Regions from separate parts of the Zea mays genome. Here region 2 is linked to region 1. The links are chromatin contacts, called in public Hi-C maps. All regions are on one chromosome and are shown on one strand. The core of a region is the stretch at or near the end of the contact, and the rest is flanking DNA. Distances in the headings are between cores, read along the strand shown.

What was found. A called contact is a pair of places that touch in the nucleus more often than the background predicts.
Region 2: a Hi-C map of ear shows a contact between it and region 1, with 2.2 times the contacts expected there. The contact joins the promoter of LOC100382673 here to the enhancer-like site in region 1. A contact is called at or near these places in 3 of 25 Hi-C or Micro-C datasets (ear, leaf and tassel).

The regions. Positions count from the first base shown.
Region 1 is chr4:27,785,058-27,789,207 of Zm-B73-REFERENCE-NAM-5.0, forward strand. LOC100191298 reads right to left here. Exons shown (of 8, transcript NM_001136732.2): 8 at 3,985-4,150. Among protein-coding and RNA genes, the nearest start is that of LOC100191298, 11 kb to the right of the region's middle. Within about 2 kb of position 1,749, at least 19 of the 20 cell types and tissues checked have an H3K27ac peak or open chromatin away from gene starts, as enhancers often do. A contact at or near this core is called in ear, leaf and tassel, where this site is marked.
Region 2 is chr4:28,296,246-28,300,304 of Zm-B73-REFERENCE-NAM-5.0, forward strand. It overlaps LOC100382673 (evolutionarily conserved C-terminal region 10), which reads left to right and starts at 2,593. Exons shown (of 9, transcript NM_001175397.1): 1 at 2,593-2,795; 2 at 3,625-3,698; 3 at 3,834-4,005. The coding sequence starts at 2,759.

The DNA of each region.
Region 1 (4,150 bases), core at 499-2,998:
GCTTGTGCGCGCTGCTACTTTAGTCTAGAGCTTAAGTTGCTATTTATTAGCGGCAGTTAACATCGGTCGGTTAACATAGTCTCTCTCTTAAGCTAAACAAAACACGAATCATTAGCGAGGAGGCAGACACGTGACGTCCCCGCGCCCCAGATAAGCTAAACAATGGCGCCGCCACCCGAGCGCCTTGGCGCGGAGCGGCTACCGGTTTTTACTTTGTTTTGTTTCGTTTTTTTTTCTACGCCGGAAATATGCATGTACAATTGAACGGCAAGGTAAAAAAACATCGGTCGGTTAACATAATCTCTCTCTTAAGATTTTTTTTTTTTTGCACTCGCATTAGTGCGCGCAGGTTTGCTGTCTCGCCGTCGTTGTGTTCGACGGGGCAAAGCGGATGCTACAGATATTGTAATGGGAATGGGAACCGCCCTGGGTGGAGTTGCTCCTTGGAACCGGTGTTAGGCAGCTTAATTATTCTTATATTTATATTTAAATTTTATTATTCATAATACGAACAATACAGTCTACAACGTAAAACATTATTTTAGTTGACCATATGGATGAACTTGTATATGCTCCTGCATCTCTACCGTCCATTTCTTCTGTAGATACATGATCAAGGATCAATATGAAATTCTCTCTAGTTCATCTATTAGTATTTATATGGTGTGCCCCGCAATTATATTTATGGCTTGTTCTGTTTGAGAACTTGTTCGATTGCGTCTGGATGGATCGAAAAAGGATTACGAGATTTAATCCTTCGCTACTAGCGAAGCTGAATAGAGGGGGATTTAATTCTTTCTATCCTCTTTGATCTAGACGCAACGAACAAATATGAACAAATCTGAAAGGGATTGAAGAAGATCTAAAATGATTAATAGGAAGAGGTTTGATCCTCACCAATCTCTCCTTGGATCCAACAAAGTAGGGATGGCAATTCTGCCCGCGGGCACGGATATCCGCGGGTTTCGTACCCGATGGGTATGGATACGGGTAAGAAATCTCGCCCATGGGTAAGGATACGGGTAACACTTCTCACCCGCGGGTATTACCCGTTACCCGCTTAATTTACTAGCCCATCAAAATATCGCCCATGTGTTCATTTTATCCTAAAACATTGTGTTGTAATAATTAATTATCTTAAGAGTTTGAGACTTATGTTTGTGGATGATTGATCATGTTTGTGGACTTTTAAGTTTGAACTATGTTCCTTGTCATTATTATGTCTGTCAAGTTGTTGTGTTCTTGGTAAAATGAACATGACCACATACTCTATGTATTTTCTGGCGGGTAACGAGTTGCCCGATATCCGCAGATATCCTGCGGGTACGGACACGGATTAAAAAATTTACCCGCAATCTCTCGCGGGCACAAATAAACACTACAAACACGGATATGTTAGCGGACGGGTAAATGGCTTATCCGCACTTTACCCGACCTGCTGCCATCATCGGGCGGTAGGGAACTTCTCGTGATCTCATCCCGCCGCCTGTGTGCAGTTGCTCTTTGGGCACCGCACCATGGACGGTTTTTGTGCGCTTCTACGTCCGTTCGTCCTTCCTTCTGTTTCTGTATGTATGCACAGCGGCGGCAAAAGGCCACCCAGAAAAAGTCAACAGGGTCCACCGCGTTGACCTATGCGCCTGTCACGCGGGCGCGAGGCAGAGGTCGACACGTGTCCTTCTGGAACGTTCGGGTGGAAGCTACCCAGACCCTGGTGGAAAAAGAAAAACCAGCTGGAGCAGAGGGGCGGCACGCACAGCGCGTCACGGCCGGCCGGGGGGATAGCTGCGTCCGCAGCGCCGGCCTAGCGCCATGTCGGACTGTTCGCGTCGACCAATGAATGGCAAGAAAGGCTGCAGAGCTGCAGGGGACGGTGAGGCGCGCCTGGTCAGAGTAATGGACCACTGTTAGGATTAGGACCCGTTACCCTAAACTATATCTCTTTCTCCGGTATCTATTTGTCATTTGTAATTAGCTAGTTTATTTTTATCTAAATCTCGATAGATAAAGAAAAATAGAGAGGGCTGGTTTGGGAACCTCATTTTTTTAAAAAAAAATTATATTTTTTCGCTTTGCGTTCGTTTCGGTTAGCTAGGTAAGTAATGGGTTGTTTGAAAAGCGCATGATGACTTGAGACAACCCCAAACATGCTGATGGATGGAAGTGTCACGTACAATTGAGAGCTTGGATGGGATTTCACCGAACTAGTAGCGGCCTCTTTTTTGTCTGGTTGATTGATTAGAGTGGATGAGTGAGCTATGGTAATCAACCGACCGATGCCTTTTAGAGAGCACGAGATCGACGTTGGTGCTGGGTTTATCCTCAGGCTCATTTGGTTCCAGAACGTTCCAGCCTGCCTTCCACTTCCTGCCCGATTACGAGTTGTTGTCCTAATCGGGCAATCACCGCTGCCCCTTTCGGCATTAATCCCAATCCGAGTTGTTGTCGTCTTGCGAGCTTTCATTCCGGCTGTCACGGCACGACCAGCAGCCAGTAGAGTCGATCTGGTGGCTCTTGGCCACCTAGCATTCCACCGGTTATAGTGTATAAAAAAAATGACAAACCATTATAGCGTGATCTGTGAAAATAATTCATGTGATTGGTTAGCTGCATCGTCTCGTCCCGCGTGACCACGTGTGTTGACTTTATCTGAGTTTGTGTTTGGTTGGCTGCACGTGTGAAGCGCAGGCTGCATGGACAGACACAAAATAAGTTATGTTAGATGCATCCACACGTACGTCCAAAACGGACGTACGCGGTTGGTCAGGCTCGCGCGAGATTGTACGTGTGGGTACATTCATCCAAACAGGCGGAATGTCTCTTAGGACTAGTTTGGGAGCTAAAATACCGGAGGGGATTGGAGGGGCTAAAATCTCCTTCTTATTTAAAATTGAATAAGAAAGGGATTTTAGCCCCTTCAATCCCTTCCGATATTGTTTGGTTCAATCCCTTCCGATATTGTGTCTTCCAAACTAGCCCTTACATGGTGTGTGACTGTTGGTTAGAGACTTGGACCTATGTTTTTTTTTTGTACAAGAAATTTAGGACACTTTGAAACAACAGAGTTTCACATAAATTAATTCGGTTTTTCACAAGGAAACACAAGATATAGAAGGCAAAAAAAATTACGATGTTCTAAAAAAGGACGTATTATGAAGATTCTTTAATTTGAGAGAACACGAGAGGGGGGTTAAATGGTCTAGCCATTGCCAATGATACAATTCGCCATCGTCGAAGCATGGTCAGTCGTGGTGAAATTTACGTGCTTCAGTTGTAACTTAACAAATGAAACAAACGCCCGGATTTTCGCGGAGATTTGACAGCACAACAGGTGTCCTACTGTGGATGACATTCATTATCAAATGAACGTTTTGGCAAGCGATTGTTCCATCCAGGGCCAAGTCGTGAGTACAGAGCAACTGACGTGAGACGACGGTTGAACAGTCGTCCGCGGTGCACAAAACAAACTACAGTCTATCTCTATTCTATGTACACGTGACTTGCCGTACAGCGCAAACCTTTGCTTTCAGGTGACATCCTTGCTGACGTCAATTCGCAGGCCGTTTTGTCAGGCGGAGCTGTGAGCTGGTTCGTGCTAAGGCCAGCCTGGAGTGGACGCCCGGGCCTACCGGCAAATCTTTTTCCTGACACAGGAAGGAGGATTCAATCACGAAAACAGCTGCTCAATCCGCCCCCGAAATGCAACACTGCTCTTTCCCCAAGGAATATATACATTTTTTATAAAAAAAAACTCAGCCTTAAGATAATTTTATGATTGTATATCAATTCCAGCACAAAGTTCTTCACAAGCGAGTAAACACAGGTGTCCGATTAAACTCGCATCGCAACGTCTTGCGAGTTGCGACGGCTTCTGTAATGATCCCTCTGCCGCAAACGCGGTGACAGAGATTAAATGAAGTGTAAAAGTGGTAGCAGAAGGTGCTTAAGAGCAGTTTCTGTAATGATCACTGATACGAAAACATAGAAATGTGGAGTAAGTTTAATCATATTGGGGTACAAAAAAAAACTTGTCATGATCCATGAGATTTACGGGTAAAGACAGTAGCACAGTTTGCTCGTCATTTTCCACAGACCTATTCTTGATCTCAACCTGGGGGTACATCTAATGTAGTATCCAAAAAATTTAACA
Region 2 (4,059 bases), core at 1,343-3,842, 510 kb after region 1:
AATGCGAGGCACATATTGGCAAGGAATGGGACTCAGATTGCTCTTCATTCGACTCCGATGACAAAGGACTTGCCGCCTCTGCCTTTAACAAGTCTTCTCTCTTACCAAACGAGCGACACACATGCCTTATGGCTAAGGAAAATAAGGCACGCGACACTCCTAAGTACACTTTCAGTGTTGAGGAATTTGAAGATGATGTAGATTATAGCAATCTTTTTAAGGGCCTTGATAGATCTAAAGCAGAGAAAATTAATGAATTAATTGATGCCCTTAATGAAAAGGATTGCTAGAAAAGCAAGAGGATTTGTTTTATGAGGAACATGATAAAGTTGTAGAAATTGAAAAATCTGTTGCTTTAGAAGTAGAGAAGAATGAAAGGCTTGTGTGTGATTTATCTTCATGTCATGCTACAATTTCTAGCTTTAGGAATGAAAATAATTATTTAAATGCTAGGATAGAAAAGTTGAATGCCACTAGTTGATCTTTGGAGCATGTATTTGTTTGAAATAGATGTAAGGATATTGGCATTGATGCTTGTAATGATCATGATTCTACTATTGCAAAATTGAATGATAAAATTGTTAGATTAAATGTTCAACTTAAAACTTGCAAGAATGAAGTAGAAAAAGTTAAATTTGCTAGGGATGCCTACACCATTAGTAGACATCCCTCCATTAAAGATGGACTTGGTTTCCAAAAGGGAACCAAGGACACAAAGAGCCAAAAGGCAGTCAACTTCACTAGGGACACTACAACACATGTGGCCTTTTAAACATCCCATGACAATGAATATTTTCGTCATTGACTATTTTGTTTTATGACGGTTTTTTTGTGGCAAGACAACTTTATGACGAATTTTGGGAAGCGTCACTAATAACATTGAGAAAACGTCATAACACTAGTCAATCGCTATATCGTGACGAATATATTGTTGTCATAAGGCACTAACAGTAAATGTCATAACTATATGACAGTTCCATATCATCATAAGATATTACAAATAAGTAATTATTTAAAATGTCTATTGTAGTTATTAATAAAAATCAATATACATGTTGAAAAATACCTATAATTTACAACCAACGCCCATACTACGCTACAAAACTGAGGGAAAAATTATATAAAAATCAAAATGTTTAACTGAGAAAAAAAGGTAGAAAAACATCTGCCTAAAGGATTTGAACTCTCGAGCTCCTATATAGTGCAAAAGAACTTGTTTTCTCTGCTAGACTAAACAAGACTATTAGTTAAATTTGGACATATTATTAATATAACGTATATTCACCAAATTATTTACATCCTTCAAACAATCTCCATCCATTTTCTGTTCGACCGCGCCATTATCTGCACAGAGTTCGGCATCATCGTCACCCCGGCTGGGATTCCTCCTACACGTAGGTCTCCTCTTCACATCACACAACGCCAGAGGCCTATCGCGTAGCCACTGCCAGAGGCCGTTGCGCAGCCGCCACCGCTGGAGACCTGTCGCGTAGCCGCCGTCGCCGGAGACCTGTTGCGCAGCCGCCGCCGTCGGGGCCTAGGTGCTACCAGGGGGATGAGGACTCATAGGTGATCCACGGGGATGGGTCGTGGGCGCTGCCAGAGGCGGGGGACGACAATCATTGTTTCGCTTTGCCCGTGCTGCCAGTGTGCCTGTGCTAGCAGATTTCAACTTTGACATCGGCACACATTATACCTCACATTTTTCTCACGGCAACAATGGATTAAAAGTTTTATTTTTAATCTATTTTTGTTATTATTGATGATTATTATTATTCTCTAAGTACCGGCTAGATTTTATTAAAAACATGTGAAACAAAGTACATTATACCTTACATTTTCTCACGAATAAGGAAAAGTGTTCTAGAGAACCAGACTCCACGGGTTGAAGAAGAACCCCAAAGAGTGTGCGTCCGAGGTGACTGTAGGATAATTATTCCTTGGTTTCATGATTCACGAACAAGGAATAGGTATGCTAAACCCTAAACCTACCTTATATTCAGAGAAGATTTCTATATCTATATATATTTACGATGTCTTTAAAGCGTCATCTAAATATAGAGAACGTTCTCCAGTCTCTCTATATATAGAGATTATTTGTTCTGTTCACTATCCATTGTAATACTTTAAACAGTGAATTAAGTTAAACAAATATATGTATAAATGTATTAGAGTATGTGCATATGTATATAAAATTAGGGCAAAACATACCTGTAATATGTGCGTTTACTATATAGAGGACGATACATGTTGTTAAAGATAAATGAGATATAAAAGGGAAAATATTTTAGAAAAAAAAATCTAAAGGACAGATATATTATTGCTCTCAATTTCTCAAACCCAAAACCGCACGTGCCGCCGATCCTAAATAAAAGTCCGTGGCAGACAGATCCGTCACGAGTCCGGATCAGATCTGAGTAGTGAGTACCACCTCACAAGCACAACCGGGTCCCCAAGCCCGATCAGACCCGTTAAGAACGAACCCGGTGGGCCGGGCCGGGATCAGCCAACGCGCGGGGCGGCACGTCGCCTATTTCCGCTGTTGTATAAAATCATTGGTTGGGAGAGACGCTCGTGGTTTCTTTTCTTCCCCACTCCTCTCGTCGCGTCCAATAAAAAGGGGGGAAGAGCATTTTCCCTTTTTTTTGCTCCCCTCCCCCCTCGCTTCTCCCGAATTTGATGCTTAAACCCTCGCCGGGAGGAGGACTCCACGCGCGAGCCCGCCCGCGCCACCTACCGCCGCGCCCGGATCCCCGCCATGGCCGCCGCGCCGCACCGGGCCCAGGTCCCCGCTGGTGAGACCTTGCCTCCTGTTGCTGGATTGGGGTTTGACTTTTTTGGTTCCCCTTGTCGCTGGGTCGTGATTGCGCTGTGTCGCTGCTCGAATTCTCTTGCTCGAAGGGCTCTGCGCGCTGGATTCGGCGGGAATTCGCGCCGGGTCTGCGATTTCGGAGCCGGCCCTGCTGCCCGGGCTCGCGGTGGGGGCTCCTAGGTCAAGATTGGTTCCGGGGCTACGGTTCCTTCGCTCCTCGGAAGCCCCGTAACTGCGATTTTCCCGTCGGGGTTGCGTGCTCGTACCCAGCCGTGGAAGAAGATGCGCGGAGCAGGCTGCGGCTGGGATTTGTGCTGATTACGTTGCCTCACGTCCTCGTGAGGGCAATAGCGTCTTTTATGCCTTTTCCCGTTTTGCCGGGGCACGTCCGCGGTCCGCCCACAGGAGGGACGGCTCGGGGTATTGCTAGCCGTAGCCGTTTTACAGGAGCTAGCACGGGAAAGTTGCTGCCAGTACGAACAGGATACGATTGTAAGTACTAAGTACCCAACGGGAAGCTCTAGCTTCAGTACATACTAGGTATTCGAGTAAGCTACTGTACAGCGGGACAGCTGGTTGGTGCTGATGACCTGATCATGTCAACGCCTGTGATTGTCCTGTGCATATGCACGTAGTAGCTTTCGAATGCTTGTGAATGGGTAGTTGACGAGTTGTACAGCTTGCGAGGTCTTGTTTCTGTTTTCTACAAGTATCATGCTTGTCTTTAAATTTTAGCTATTTTGCACCAAATCAAGGCAACTTTCCACGAATGCTACTGCCAACTTATCTTTCTATATTTATGTTTTTTGTAGATAGCACGGCTCCGTTGCAGACGGGGCCTGTACTTGAGAATAACCCCTCCAAGAGTGCAAACGCCAAGGACCAGGTAATTTAGTTCCATTTATAGTTTATTTTCTTTCTGATCTGTGCTTTGAAATGTTGTTTAGTTCCATTTATATTTTATTTTCTTTCTGATCTGTGCTTTGAAATGTTGTTCATGAACATGTTTCAATTGCGACAGATTCTTTCTGGTACAGAGAATGTGACTACAGGCAATGCACGTGGCGCTAGCTCCTTGAGATCGCCAAACGGCCCACCAGAGAAGGCTAGCTCTGTCGGAAAAGCTGGAGAGCAACCTTATCTCTACCAGCAAAATGTGTATGCACCACAGCCACAACCACTCTATCCTGGAGGTTAGGGTATATTCATTGCCTTTTAATTAATGTTAGCACATGTTCTGAATTCTG